Regions from separate parts of the Rattus norvegicus genome. Here region 1 is linked to region 2. Evidence: chromatin contacts called from public Hi-C data. All regions are on one chromosome and are shown on one strand. Each heading gives the region's core, a stretch centred on a gene start, on an enhancer-like site or on the middle of the called end of the contact. The rest is flanking DNA. Distances are from core to core; before and after follow the strand shown. Region 1 holds the start of LOC120100039 (a long non-coding RNA gene). Region 2 holds the start of Crtac1 (cartilage acidic protein 1).

The links. Hi-C and Micro-C count contacts between places; a contact is called where the count stands out from the background.
Region 1: a contact with region 2 is called in a Hi-C map of frontal cortex, with 2.4 times the contacts expected there. The contact joins the enhancer-like site here to the promoter of Crtac1 in region 2.

Annotation. Positions count from the first base shown.
Region 1 is chr1:251,287,430-251,294,064 of GRCr8, reverse strand. The region is part of intron 1 of R3hcc1l (R3H domain and coiled-coil containing 1-like); the gene reads right to left. LOC120100039 (a long non-coding RNA gene) reads left to right here and starts at 1,383. Exons shown (of 3, transcript XR_005499692.2): 1 at 1,383-1,484. Within about 2 kb of position 5,039, at least 15 of the 93 cell types and tissues checked have an H3K27ac peak or open chromatin away from gene starts, as enhancers often do.
Region 2 is chr1:251,180,514-251,187,818 of GRCr8, reverse strand. It overlaps Crtac1 (cartilage acidic protein 1), which reads left to right and starts at 5,130. Exons shown (of 15, transcript NM_134401.2): 1 at 5,130-5,242. The coding sequence starts at 5,219.

The sequences.
Region 1 (6,635 bases), core at 3,790-6,289, 110 kb before region 2:
AGGCTCTCACATATGTATGTTAGCTCAAGTTAGCCTCACTCTTCCCTTACTCTTCTGACAACAGGGATTACAGGTGGGTGCCAATGGGTGTTAACACAACAGCTCCACTTTACTATCTGACAATGCTCTGGAAAAGAGCACTGAGAATAACTGTTTCAGTTAGCTAATGCCTAGAACACCGAGGTCCTAACTCACTCCCTTTCAGATCTAGCACGGTGGGGGGTGGGGGGTGGGGGGGGAGTGATCAGTAAAAAGGAACACACGTTCTTTAATGACAAATCCTTTGTCACTGTACTATTTCTTTTACTCAGCCCATCATTTTCCTACTAAAGCTTGTACATGTGAATTATTTACAGAAACTCAAATCATGCATAAGGTAATAGTGGTGACAAAATTAAACCAGATGTACATTTAAGCCCTTACTCACAGGGTTCATTCTTAAATACCACAATCGCATGCCATTATTAATAAAGTGATACTCTGTTTTTAAAGCACTACCTACTTTGCACTGAAGTATTATATGGACTCATTGCAATTAAATAAAATGGCAATAAGATTATGATGGTTTCCGAGATCACAAAGATTTTGTCCGGGTCAGTAAGATGGCTCTGTGGATGAAGATACTCACTACAATTCTGATAGTCCCAGGAACTACAAGGTAGAACGAGAATGACAAATGCATGCATAGGCACATGATAAGTAAATGAATAAGTTAAAGAACTCAAAGACTGTTGCCTCCAGGAACTGTAAGTAATTTGTAATGCACCAAAGATGTCCCAAATGAAACACTGGGCTAAATACATACCCTCTCACTGAACCACTGAAACAGCTCCTTCATAAGCATGTAACTTTATGATTACAAAAAAAAAAAAAAAGGTTGCACCTCTAACAAGCTCTAACTGACACCCTCTCAGAGAGCTCTAATATCCAGGTTTGTAATTGCTTGTTGGCTATGCAACCCTGAGTTGTGGGTCACCTAACTTTTTGAGACTGTCCAGCTTTACAAGCCCTGCACATACCTTCCTACCTCAGCCACTGACTCATGGGGGTTAATTATAGCAGAAGAAGCTGGAAAGAATATCCTCATTTGTAAACAAAAACGAAAGATAGACAGTATATCAACCAATTTTTTTTCCAGAATTCTAAAGTGTTTCAGAAGTTGCTGGTTTCAAGGAAATTTGTGCTTCTATACATTACAAAGCTATCAATCCAGAGGCTAGGGACAAACACATGCCTCAAATCTGAAGAAAGGCTCTTCAAAGGACTGGTGGGACATGAGCTGGATACTAGAGTGGTCAGCAACAACTCAGCTACACATCAAATATGGGTTACCATAAGATCAATATAGAACTCTTAGTAGACACAGAAATGAAGGAACTTCTTTCTTACAGCATCTTCTCCATAGACTCCAATAGAGATACATGGAGGAGGACTTCAGACAAGTGAGAGACACATTTGGAAGGAGAGAATAGTGGGCCCCAGGGGTAAGTACCAAGACTCCCCTATGTCTCTTTCCAGAAAGGCCTAAGTGTCTGAAGAAAAAAGACAGCAAGAGCTACTACTACTACTACTCCAGGCCCAGAACCTTAGTAGCCAGGTACAAGGCAACAAACCTCTAACTCTGAAGACTAGGGGCAGTCAGCATCACTGAAAAGTCTCATACCTGAGACCCAGGAGAGAACTGAGGCACTTATAAAAACTTGAGGTTGAACACAGGAAAGAGCCCACGTGGCTACAAAGCCTCAAAACCAACTACTTAGGAGAAGAATAAGCATGTGGAGAAATATTGTCTATGAAATACAAGTTAAAAGGGCAGACCTAAAGCTGAATGTAGACCAGACATTAAAACCCTCTAGTAGGAACATCTACCCCCACACAACACTCTCTCTCTTAGTGATTCACTATATCCTATGATATATGAATCAAGCTTACCTGGCAATAAAGCTCCTTCATGGCTTGGTATCAACCTACTATTTTAATCATGATATTACTACCACTCTCAAATACGAATCCTCTACTTTAGGTAGAATGACATCGTAGCCTGCTCCTTCTAACTTCTAAAACGATCTACTTGAACTATGTCAGCTCAAATAGCCCCAGTCACCATTCATCCAAAAGATGTATCACAAAATCAACTCTATCCTTTAACTATCAATATAAAGACAACTGAGTCACATTCCACATGCACTCATCATTTGTGGCATTCATGACATATATAACATTATTTAAATGATACATTTATGCCAAGCATGTCAAGTACCTAAGATCCCAGGTAGACTGCCCAGATGACTGACGCAGGATGACTGCCTGAACCCAGGAATTTGGGACTACCATGAACAACAGAGTTCTTCATCTCTCTCTATTTTTTTTAATGGAGGGTGAGTTCCATTTACGCATCACGAATGTTGTCTAATACCCAACAGTCCTGGGCTGGAGACATGGCTGAACATTTAAGAGCATGTACTGTCCTTTCCCAGCTCTCACATCTGCCTGTAGAACACAACTGCCTGAAAGTCCAGCTGCAAAGGGGCCTCTGAACCACCCCTGACACAATGATGAGCACATAGATACATATGGAAGGAAGGAAGGAAGGAAGGAAGGAAGGAAGGAAGGAAGGACAAACCAGATGAAACTGCAAGTTTCTTGAAGGTAGATATTGTCCTTAACATGTTCCTTGTACACCCATGAACATAGAACTAAAAAAACACTCCGAGAAAAAGAATGGATGTACTAGTTAACTTTAAATTCCTTTAACAACTTCCTGGAAAAGTCTGCCTTTATATTTTTAGAAATGAGACAAGGCACATTAGACTGTGCTTTCTGAAATCTGCAGCTGTATTACACTCATCCTCCACAGCTGAAAATAGGGCCTGACCTGACCCATGGAAGACACTAAGTATTTCAGTACTTAGCTAATTTCATTTTCTACAGCCATAAGATTAAGAAATGGAACCCTGGAGTTCTACACCAGTCCAACTGTACTGTACCTAAAATAATTTCCTAAATTATATTTGTTCATGTATTCTCTGAGTAAACTAGAAGCATCATGAATGCAAAACCTGGACCTGTTTAATTTACTGTTTGTATTTATGTGTGCGCCCATGCATGATGTGCTGTATAGACACACATTCAATAGTACATACAGAGGTCAGAGGACAACCCTGAGGAGTTATGTCTCTCCTTCCACCTTTACATGGGTTCTAAGGACTGTACTCAGTCATCAGGCTTGTATGACAACTGGCCTTACCTGAGGAGTCACCTAACCAGCCAGACCTTTGCCCTTTCTGAAGCTTGTAAAACAAACTAGCCCTGTGGTATGTATGTATGTATGTATGTACATACAAGTAGGCAGCTAATGCTCCCTGAAATTTTCAAGGTAATGTGTGAGCAGCTCACACACTACATGTTTTTACTCCGTGTAAAAACATGGTCGTCTTACCAATAAGATTTATTTTTCATCATCTTTGGCACAAATTCTAAAATGCTATCTGCCAGGTCTCATGCCCAATAAATATGCATCCCCAAGCAATTATAGAGATAGATAGCTTCTGGGGAGGGGGCACTCTTTGGTCAAGTCCCAGCGCTGGCCTGTGGTTAGGGGGAAAGGATTGGGGGGAGGGGTGTGGTCCTGTGATTAATCACTGCCCACTCTGCTTAGGGGTATTTATCACAGCCCACTGTCAGGTAAATCACTGGAAAAACACCTCTTCAGTAATTAATGTGAAGTGACGGATGGACAGCCCCTGGGCCCATTAATCAGGAACATCAGCAGCCTACTGAGATTATGAATGTCAGGATGCATAAACTGCCGGTGGATCAATAAGCCCAGGAATTCATCCAAGGCTCTCATTTCCGAGGCATCTCCGGTACATTAGGTTCCCTCAAACCCCTCCCTCAATCTGAAGTGAAAATCAAGGCTTCAGAACAAAGAACAGGAGCTGGGGTCTGAGTGACCACTGCAATAACATGGCCAAGGAAGCTGGCTATGCCTAGGACAACCACAGGATTGACAACAAGCGCACACACACACTGATCCAGAGGCTCTCAGAAGGCATGGTACACCAGAACATAGGAGCAGGGAAGACACAGTTGGATTTCAGTTATCAAAACCTCATGACCCATTTTAAGTATCATCCAGTCTCTTGTTTATAATGTTACCTATTTCCCTGTCCATATTCTCTTCCTTTCATTTAAAAACCACTAATATAGGGAGAAAAAAATTCAATTTTTACTACTTAAGAACTGGGTAAATTTTTAATTCAGTAAGAAAAAGAACTTACATGAAATAAAATTATTAAATTATTTAGATTTAATTTAATCTCATCCCTCATTACTATGATGAACACAGAAGAAGTTCGTATAGTGTTATGTGAAAATATTCTCCATGAAAAACATTTGCTTAACTTGCAAAACTGTCTGGAGCTAAAAGAATGACAGTCTCATCATTCCAAGTTTAGCCAAATTCTGTATGGGAAAGAAGGTTGAGCTAGGGCCTCAAACTGAATCTGTTCTAGGCTGGCAGTGACGGGAAGTAGACTGCCCTTACTGCCACATCCCGCCAAACCCCACTGCTGTGCTTTGTGGTCAGACTCAGGCCAGAGCTACAATTGTTGGTTAGAAAGTATCTCAGAGTTACGGCTGCCTGTTCCGCTAAATCTCATTTCATCCTACTGATGGATGGATGGACAGATGGCTGCTTGGTGAAAGCAGCATTATCAGCCAGCTTCTATGGAGCCTCTGAATGATGGATAGCCCTCTTTCTACTTTCTCCAAACCACCATCGATCCAAGCCATATTTCAGCGGTCAGAAGCCCAGTAATATTAAGACACACAATCAGGTTAAGTTACTTGCAGTATAAACCTCTAGAACAGAAATCTTAACACCTCTGCTTTGCTGTCATGAACTAGGCTAAAAATGTTACAGTTTGATTCTTTCTAGCTGCTAACAATGAATTCCAACAGCTCAAAGCCCAAAGGGAACAGCTGGGCTCTATTCCTAGCAGCACTTGAAAAGCTGGCTTGCCTGCCAAATTTTTACTAGCCAGTTCATTTCTGGGAAATGAACTCACAGCAGTGGTGAGCAGATCTGTGAATATGTGTATCCTGTGGAGTGTGAAGCTATTAGAACCATCAAACCACCTAGAGTTTGTCAGTGATACCATCAATAACCCCAAATGTGTGGAGTCTGGGATCTACCAAGTAGACCAACATCAAGAAAGCTCATTAAGTCAGGGCAGATTAAGATCCTGTCTTATACAGAATTCTAAAACACTGTATATAGCTAGTCTGCTCAAACGGCCTATACTCCCTTATTTGTATATCAAATTGTTAAATCCTAATCCTTGCCTGCTTTCACAAGCACATTTCTGTAACCATTTGTTCTGTTGCTTACTAAACACCCATCTGATTGTCTGCTTGGACTTCACAGCTACCTTTGTTCTTTCCATCGTACCCTTAGCCCTCCAGCAACTTAAGAATCACATAACTGGATTCATATAAAAATTATTCCCACTTTTATGGCTATAAAAAGTAGAATGTGACATCAGCTTTGTGATATGAAATCCTAGAACTCATTAACTCCTTTTCTATGTTTACTCTTTCCCAAATGATCTCCTCTAAATGACATACTATCAACTCCCCTGTCCCCCAATCAGGATGTGGGACATCCTGGCTCCTCCTGGTCTTTCAACTATTAACTGAACCATTGCCATCTTGAACCTATGCTCAATTTATCGCTTTGTGGAGTAAAAAGATGTCTCACTAGAGTGTCTTTCTGTCTTTAGTGTTTATGTATTAATAATTACCAACAGATGTTTTAGCAAAATAACATACTATATTTAAAATGTGTACCTTTGCTATAATGTTCTAATTTAAGAACAGTACTGCCTTGCACATAAATATTAAAGAATTTCCACAAAATCTTATACTACTAAAAAAAGGATCAAATAGGTTAAAAATAAGCATCCTAATCTTTCAAACAAAGATACTGAAGTTCCAAAGATTTTGTTCTGTTTTGTTTTTGAGACAGGGTCTTGCTATAAAGCCTTGGCTAACCTGGAACTCGATAGACCCGCTAGTCCAAACTCAGAGATCCACCTGCCTCTGCTCTGTTTCGTGAGTGGGACTAAAGGCATACACTGCCATGCTTGGCTCAGATCCAAGGTTTTAATGTCCATGACCACATAAAATAGCAATGCCAGACTGGAACCTAATTACAAATACTTGCTCCCTCTGTTCTACTTCTCAAACATCTTCATTTTCTTTCTTGATTTCAACAAGAGGATGGGTTAGGTTGAGCACTGTTTGTGTGCTGTGTTTGGAAGAAACTGGTGACTACTGTACTTTCCATCCAAGATGTGCATCAGTCTTCTGAGTCATTAACTATCTTAGGAAATAAAGATCAGATAAAGACCTGACAACCTCAACTCTCTTTATTTGTCCTAGTTCGACTGAGAAAATTGAAGAGAAAAAAAGCAGAAACTGGAGAATAGAGAGCAAGAGGCCCTATAACTTATAAATAGACAAGGATATGATAGGTACAATGTGTCCCTTTCACTTCCATCAATGACACACATTCTGGTCAGAAACAAAGCCACAAGAAGACTGACTGGACTTCCCCCTCTGGTGGCCACAAT
Region 2 (7,305 bases), core at 3,881-6,380:
GGAAAGAAAAGGGAAAAGATGACTGTTGTCATTTAGGGGCACACCCACTCTGTGCCCGGAGCTCTGTTGAGTGCTGTGCACACACTACCTGACATGCCCCTTGGTAAAACTTTTGTTACTGTGTTTGACCTGGCATCTGGGAGGCTATAATATACATATATGTATATACAGACATTTATGTATATATACATACAATACACCTATATGTATATAGTGTACATATAGTATATACTATATACATATATATGTACGGGTATGAATGGATATACATACACATACCTGTGTGCGTGCGTGCGTGTGTGTGTGTAATATCTCAGGACGGAACGTCTTATGCCATGTAGAGGATGGGTTTCAGGACAAACCAGACAAGAACTAAAAGGTGCTCAACACCCCTGGTTAGTGAGCCCAGGACAGAGTAACCAGAAAGTAACCTTGTGAATTTCAAACCTGGGTTCCCCTGTGACATCAGCCTTTGTTCTCCTGCATTTATCCCTTCATGCAGAATCCAGCTGTGCCCTCCCCCTCTCCTTTTCCAATGTCCCCCCTCTCACTTGCACACACACTGGGTCTCCTTTTCATCTTCAGCACTTGACCCTTTGCTGATCACAAGGTTCGCTCAGTTTAGATACAGGAAAAAAGACTTCAAACATTCTCCTCCCCTCGGCTGGAGTCTCTTTCCTTCCTCTCTCCTGATTCTTCTCCTCTATCTCCTCCTTCCCCACCTTCCTCTCCTGTTCACTTTCCACCTTGTCGTTCCTCCTACGGGATGAAACTGGCAAAGGTGCCCCCAACCCGGGAGCTCTCCCTGGCACTTGCTTCTGATGAGGGTCGGCTTCCACAAAGGGTGCCTTTCTTCTTTAAACCAGAACCATGAGCTCATGTCTGTCAGAAATCTGACAGTGTTGGTGGTTGGAGATGCCAGATGGGGAGGGGCTGGGGCCTGGAGCAAGAGCTGACCACCAAAGTACCACAAAAGAGAGGGGTTCCTGGCAGCAGGTAGAAGAGGAGGAGAGGCCAGGATAAAGGATGCCAAAGGAGCAGGCATGGGGAAGTTTGCAGATGCCGAGGAGGTTGATGTCAAGAATGTGGGGCAGCAGGTGACAAGGACTCAGCCACAGGAAGGAAAGCAAACCATCCAGATCTCAGAATCCTTAACCTGAGGATCAACACGAGAGCATGACATAGGGCCCCAGTCACTAAATCTGAAGGTACCAGGCAGAACTCCAGCAGAGAAAAAAGAGTACTGGTCAGGTGCTAGGGCTTTAGCCAAAGGCCAGCGGACTAACCTTAAAATTAAGTGTAAACTTACTTACTGCTGACCTTGAGCTCCAAAGGGCCTCATAACATGGGAGGTGGGGGCAGCTTTGTGGCTAAACAACTCAAACAGGGTCAGAGAGCTGCACAGTCTATTTCTCCATCTTGCTCCCTGCCTTAGACTCTCATCCAGACTCTACGGATGCAGAGTCTGCAACGGAGGAACCCCAAAAGCACACATAGGCAGGTGGGGCACCAAGCACTTAAGCCCAAATGACCACTATGAGCAGGTACCTCCTCAAATCGTCCTCCCCAGGCTTCTACCCAGTCCCAAACAGTTCTGACCTTGACACGCAGCTGCACCCAGGACTCAGTAGCATCTCCCTGTTTCTTGCCTGCCTTTCTAGTCTGCACCCTTCCTGGAAGAGTTCGCCTCTCAGGATCCTCCCATCTCCAGTTGTTCTGAGCTAACCCTGGCCACATAGAAGACTTCTGTGTCTACTCAGTTATACCGCTAGAACAAACTGTCCCCCAGGAGCTGAAGCATCTCTTCAAGAAAGAGTTCCTGTCTATTTTCACCCTAGACAAAAGCCCATTCTGCCCTACCTGTCACTCACAGCACACCGTTGACATGTGATGCACGAGTGCTCCCCGAGAAAAGAGGACCACACTGAGACACGGCTTGGTGTGAGAAAGGCGTTACTTTTTCACATCCCTGGAGTGCCTATCACCGTTTGTGGTTTTCCATCCACTGCTGGTGCTTCTGCCACTCTCACAAAGAATTCATTTCTTCAGGGGCAACCAGCCTAAAACACACTCTTTGTCTTCAATTTTAAATGTCCGAATCCCCAAGACTTAAAAATACTTGGGATTTGTTCGGCGTTTTTGCTAGTTTGCTGCTGCAACTCATCTGAAGACAAATCCTGACCTAAACCGACACGAAACCACTTTCCCCTCAACGCTGACTCTAGAAATCCTGACATTTCACTGCGGAAATATGAATGTGTCTGATTTTCAGATGCGACTCCAGACCTCACAGGATGGCGCAACATGTTTGGCACCTCTCTGAATTCTAAAACGCCCTGGCTTCAAGGGTTTCTAGACACGGGCAACATTAGGAGAATTAGAAATTCTAGGACCAGACCTGCCCAGCCTGTCCCTGAGTGGAACACCTGTCACTTAGAATTTCTCTGTCCTTTCCCGGCACCTCCGCTCTGTCATCCCCTTACCTGACTAGAGAAAGTGAGATCATTATAGGGTTGTGTTACACTGACAACCTATTCACATCTGGGTGGCTAATGTTGATAATTACCGAGCTGGTTACTAAATCTGTCAGGTTTAGGTGAGGTGAGGCTCCTGCAGCTGGGGCTGCTGCTCACAGCTTCCCAGGCAGAGAGAGGGAGGTGAGAACAAAACCAAGAAAGGTGTGTTCGGATGCTTGGGCTCCAGTGAGACTGGTTAATTACCAGTCACTTGCTGTCTCCCTGAGTCGGAGCTTCTGGCTGAGGAACACTCGTGGATCAGACAGAATACGACAACCTGCTATTTATTTCCACATAAAGAAAGTGGCTGGGGACAAGTGTGGAGACAGTCTCTCGGGTTCCAGGACCACGGCCACAGGGTGCAGATAATCCTTAGCACAGGGTGGCAGTGTGTCCATCAGTGTGTAGAGCCTGCTGCTGTTCCTTTTGGAGGGAACCGGGGACCAGCAGTGTGCTTGGGACCAAGTCTACTTGCTGATGGGTGAAGAGTATTAATGCAGAACCTTGGATTATGTTCTAGCAACCCCACTCCCCCACACACACATATACAGGCCTGTGTATGAGAGAGCATCTTTCTGAGAAGCACATCCACACATCCATTCAGAGTCTCACAGGGTACAGAACAGTCTCCGACCCCTAGAGAGAGGTTGATTACAAACCGCTGGCCTGGAACACTGAAGAAACAGGTTGCTATTGGGCTGAGCACCCAAAGACTCCGGATTCCTAATGATTCTGAAATTATACTCAGTAGTCGCTTATGTGTAAATGTTTGCCAGGTTTTTCCAGAAAAAGACTCCAGTGACTTTCGACAGATTCTCAAAGGTTCCCCCACGGTCAAGGAGCTCCTCCGCAGCCCAAGAGATGGACTCTGTCTATGCTTAGCTTCTGCTTTTAAGAGAAGAGCACAGATACCTTAAAACAGGGCCGACACCAGTGGAAGGGGAAGCCCTTGGTACTGCTAAGACTGAACCCCCAGTGAACGTGATTGTTGGGGGGAGAGTGGTAATGGGGGGAGGATGGGGAGGGGAACACCTATATAGAAGGGGAGGGGGAGGAGTTAGGGGGATGTTGGCCCGGAAACCGGGAAAGGGAATAACAATCGAAATGTAAATAAGAAATACTCAAGTTAATAAAGAGAAAAAAAAAAAAAAACTGGGCCGACAATTCTAATCAGTATTGGAGATAACCAGGTCCAGCCAGGAACTGGTTGACAGGATCCTCATATAGCTGAGTCCTCATCCAAGTCATTTTAAGAGTCAAGAATACAGAAGCCGCTAGTTAGTGAGTAGTGGTCACAAAAACCTTTGGAGCAGAGCAGTTTAATATTCTCCTCCGAGGCCCTGGGTCTGGCTTTCAGAAATCTACCGGTCTTATCACAAAAGGTCAAAATTCACTACTTGCCGGGCACCTATTGTATATCTGGTTCTATTGTAGATGCAAAAGAATCTACAATGTTGTAGACCTTAGCAAGTTACCTGCCCCAAACACAGGTATTTGGGACGTTGCTAACCAAGACACCTTCCCCATCCTAGTTGCTCTCCCACCACTACCCTTGGGCCAGAGAGATCAAAGCCATCCCACCCAGCTGATGATAGCTGGTGACAAGAGAGAAAGCCAACAGTAGTACTACTCCCTGTGGGCAAAGCAGGAAGGGTGGGTGGTAGATGCAGACGCCCTGAGCAGGTGAGCCAGACTCAGCCCTGGTGGGTGCTTCCGGAGAGAGGGTTAGGTAGAGTGAGGCCTCTGCCTGCTGCGGGGGGGCGCGGATGTGCGGAATCAGACTCTGCCCGCAGTTGCCTGGGCCGCTGCGCCTGACCGCCGAGCTGCGCTCGCCTGCTCCCCGCCCTCTGGGACCGTGGTGAAGCTCTGTTCCCCATACTGAGCAGTCCCCGGGAGGCGCTCGGACACGTCCCTTGGCTGGATAAAGATCGACTCGGAGCTCGCTCCCCAGCGAGAAATCTCGCCATCGGCGTGGCTCGCGCGGCCGCTCCGGCCCGGCCCGGGAGACGCCTGATCGTTATCTCGGAGGCAGAAAGAAGGCAGCGCCGCCGCCACCCTCAACCCTGCGCGCAGGGTGGCTGCGGGGTCCTGGGGCTCTCCGGCCTCCCCTCCCCCGTTGCACTGCCTTCCCCGCGCTCCACCCCCCCCCCCCACTGGGGACATCCGCTTCCCGCCCGCCCGGTCCCCAGTGTCCCTGAAAGGCGCCCTCTCCCCACTCGCTAGGCCCCGCTGCCTCCTGAAGGTTACGCGGCGCGGCGGCGGGGCGCGGCAGAGCACGGGGGGCACCCGCCCTCGCCGCCGCCCGCGCCGCCGCCCACCCCAATGCCCGCCGCGCCGGGCCAGCCTGGCTGCCGGCTGCTGCCACCGCAATCCCGGCTCCTAAATCAGCGCGGGGAGGTGCCCCTTCCCCCACCCGGCTCCTCGGGCTCTCCGGGCCGCGATTGGCCGCGCGTGCGCCCCCCAAGCTTGGGCCCCGGCTCCAGCTGCCGCGCCATTGGCTGCGGGCCTCCGCCAGCCTTTACATAAGCCCGGGCGCGCTCGAGTGGAGTTGTATAAAGCGAGCGCGCGGCGTCGGGGCGGGAGGCTCGAGGCCAGCCCGGGACCAGGGCTAGGCGCTGCAAGGCGGCGGCGCCGGCGGCAGAGGCGGCAGTGAGCGCCAGCGCTCCGACGCCCCCAGGCGGTGGGGCTGAGAGAGCCAGAGGATGGCTCCGAGCGCTGACCCGGGCGTGAGTATCCGCTCCTGGAGCCCCCACCCCTTCCGGCGGAGAAAGTTTCTCCAGCCCAGCGCACCCCTCCCCGCACGCCCCCAGGGGTGGCGGTGATGCAGCTGGGGACCTGGGAAGATCGGGACCGCGAAGGCGGCGACGCTGTTCCCAACTTGCCAAGAGGCGCTGGACTCGATTGGCGCGCAGATCCTCCCCGCGGGCTGGGGGCAAGGCGGGCGCCGGGCTGGAGGTAGTGGAAGAGAAAAGAGCCGAGGTGTAGGGTGACAGCCCACAGTTGGCAGAAAACGTGTTAGGGGCACATAGGATGGAGGTCAGCGATTTGAGAAGGGGGCAAAGGGGCTAGTAAGGGGCGGAGCAGGTGAAGGCTGTGCTGGGGGTACCCGGGGAGTCACCCAGCTGGCGGGCTCAGTTTGGGGCCGACTAAGCTACCAGCCTCGGCCGATTGCCAACGCTTCCAGGTTGGGGAAGATCCCCCGGGGCATAGCTCTTCTCCCGGGAAGCCGAGCTGTCTCCCCTGCACAGCGCTGAGTGGCAGAGTGCTCCCGGAGCCAGCCCGGTGCACGGCGTAGCTGCCAGTCGCTTTTTGCTGGACCGAGGTGTGGTCTGGCTTTCAAGCTGGGGCTTTTTCAAGGCAAGCTCTTTTCCGGCTTTCTCGGGGAACCATGGGGTCCCCCTTGATCTTATGGAATCACATAAAGGTTTTTGGTGGGGCGGCAGGCAGGCTTGGGGGCATGCCCAGCAATGCAGCGTGCTTCTTTTGCAGCACAGTAGTTGGGAGCCCTGGTTAGTCCCGCTTCTGCAGAAACCAACTAAAGAATCCAAAGTCATCCCAGCCGGGATGGGAGCCTCCCTAGGGGTGGGGGCGGGGGGCTTCCTTCTCGAATGACTAATGATTACTATTGCTATTGGGTGGGCTCACCTACCGTGGCATCTGTGCATCCCAGGGGAGCTTCCGTTCTTCTGGAAGCATTCACGAGTTGCACTTGAGGTACCATCTGGGATGGGTGCAAGACTTCGAAAATGAAGCCAATTGGGAAAGAAAGCAAGAAGGTTCCCAGAGTAGAGGACAGCTGTGTGATGCTGTGTTGAACCTGGGAAGAACTCCTGGGGAAAAGCTATCAGGGGAGATTTGAAACTGTGATAACTTGGGACAGCAAATACTCCCGTTGAATTAAGGCAGATCCGGAGAGTTGAACAGTTCCTCACTGAAGACAGAGAAGTGGAGGGTGGAAAAATGGGAATATAGACAGTTGTCCCAATATGGTCTTCAAGAGGGCGGTATTCTCTCTCTCTCTCTCTCTCTCTCTCTCTCTCTCTCTCTCTCTCTCTCTCTCTCTCTCTCTCTCTCATCTGTCTTGGTTAAGAAGCCTCTTCTGGAGGCAGGTTCTAAAGTCGATTTAGTAGGCAATGAAGGGAGTTTAGTTCATGGTACTGGACTAGAGGGCCAAGAGTAGAATGCTTTGGTCTCCAATTGGTGCTGATGGACTCGGTAGAAGATTGAAGGCTGCTGGTGCCATTCACCTTCTCCCAACCCTATCCATGGGGTTATGTTCAAATTCCTTGGATCTTTAGCTCTTTAGCCATTCACCTTCTCCCAACCCTATCCATGGGGTTGTGTTCAAACTCCTTGGATCTTTGCTTTAGGCTAATGATCTTATGTGCGGGTTACCAGTCCATGCCCAGCCTCCCCACGCCACCACCATGCTCCATTCCCTGTTTGCCTGCAGTCAACATTTCTCTGCTGCGTTTCCCAAGACCTTCTTTCCATTAGGGATTTGTGCAGTGAAATACCTGCTTGTTGCCCTTTCTTCCTTTCTCCATCTGGGCTGCACCTGGCATTCTGAACCCTGATGTTTATTCTTTGGTACCAGGGTGTTTGGTTAAGATATCCTGTGGTTGCATGGAGGAGCCCTGTGAATGAGTATAGACCCATGGCCTGTGTAATACTGAGACTGAAACACAGATTCTTATAAAGAGACTAGACCACCAACCAGGAAATACTTCTGTTAAACAGGTTGTGACCACCGGGGGTTGGTCTTCAAGCTCCCGTGCCTCCTTGGAAG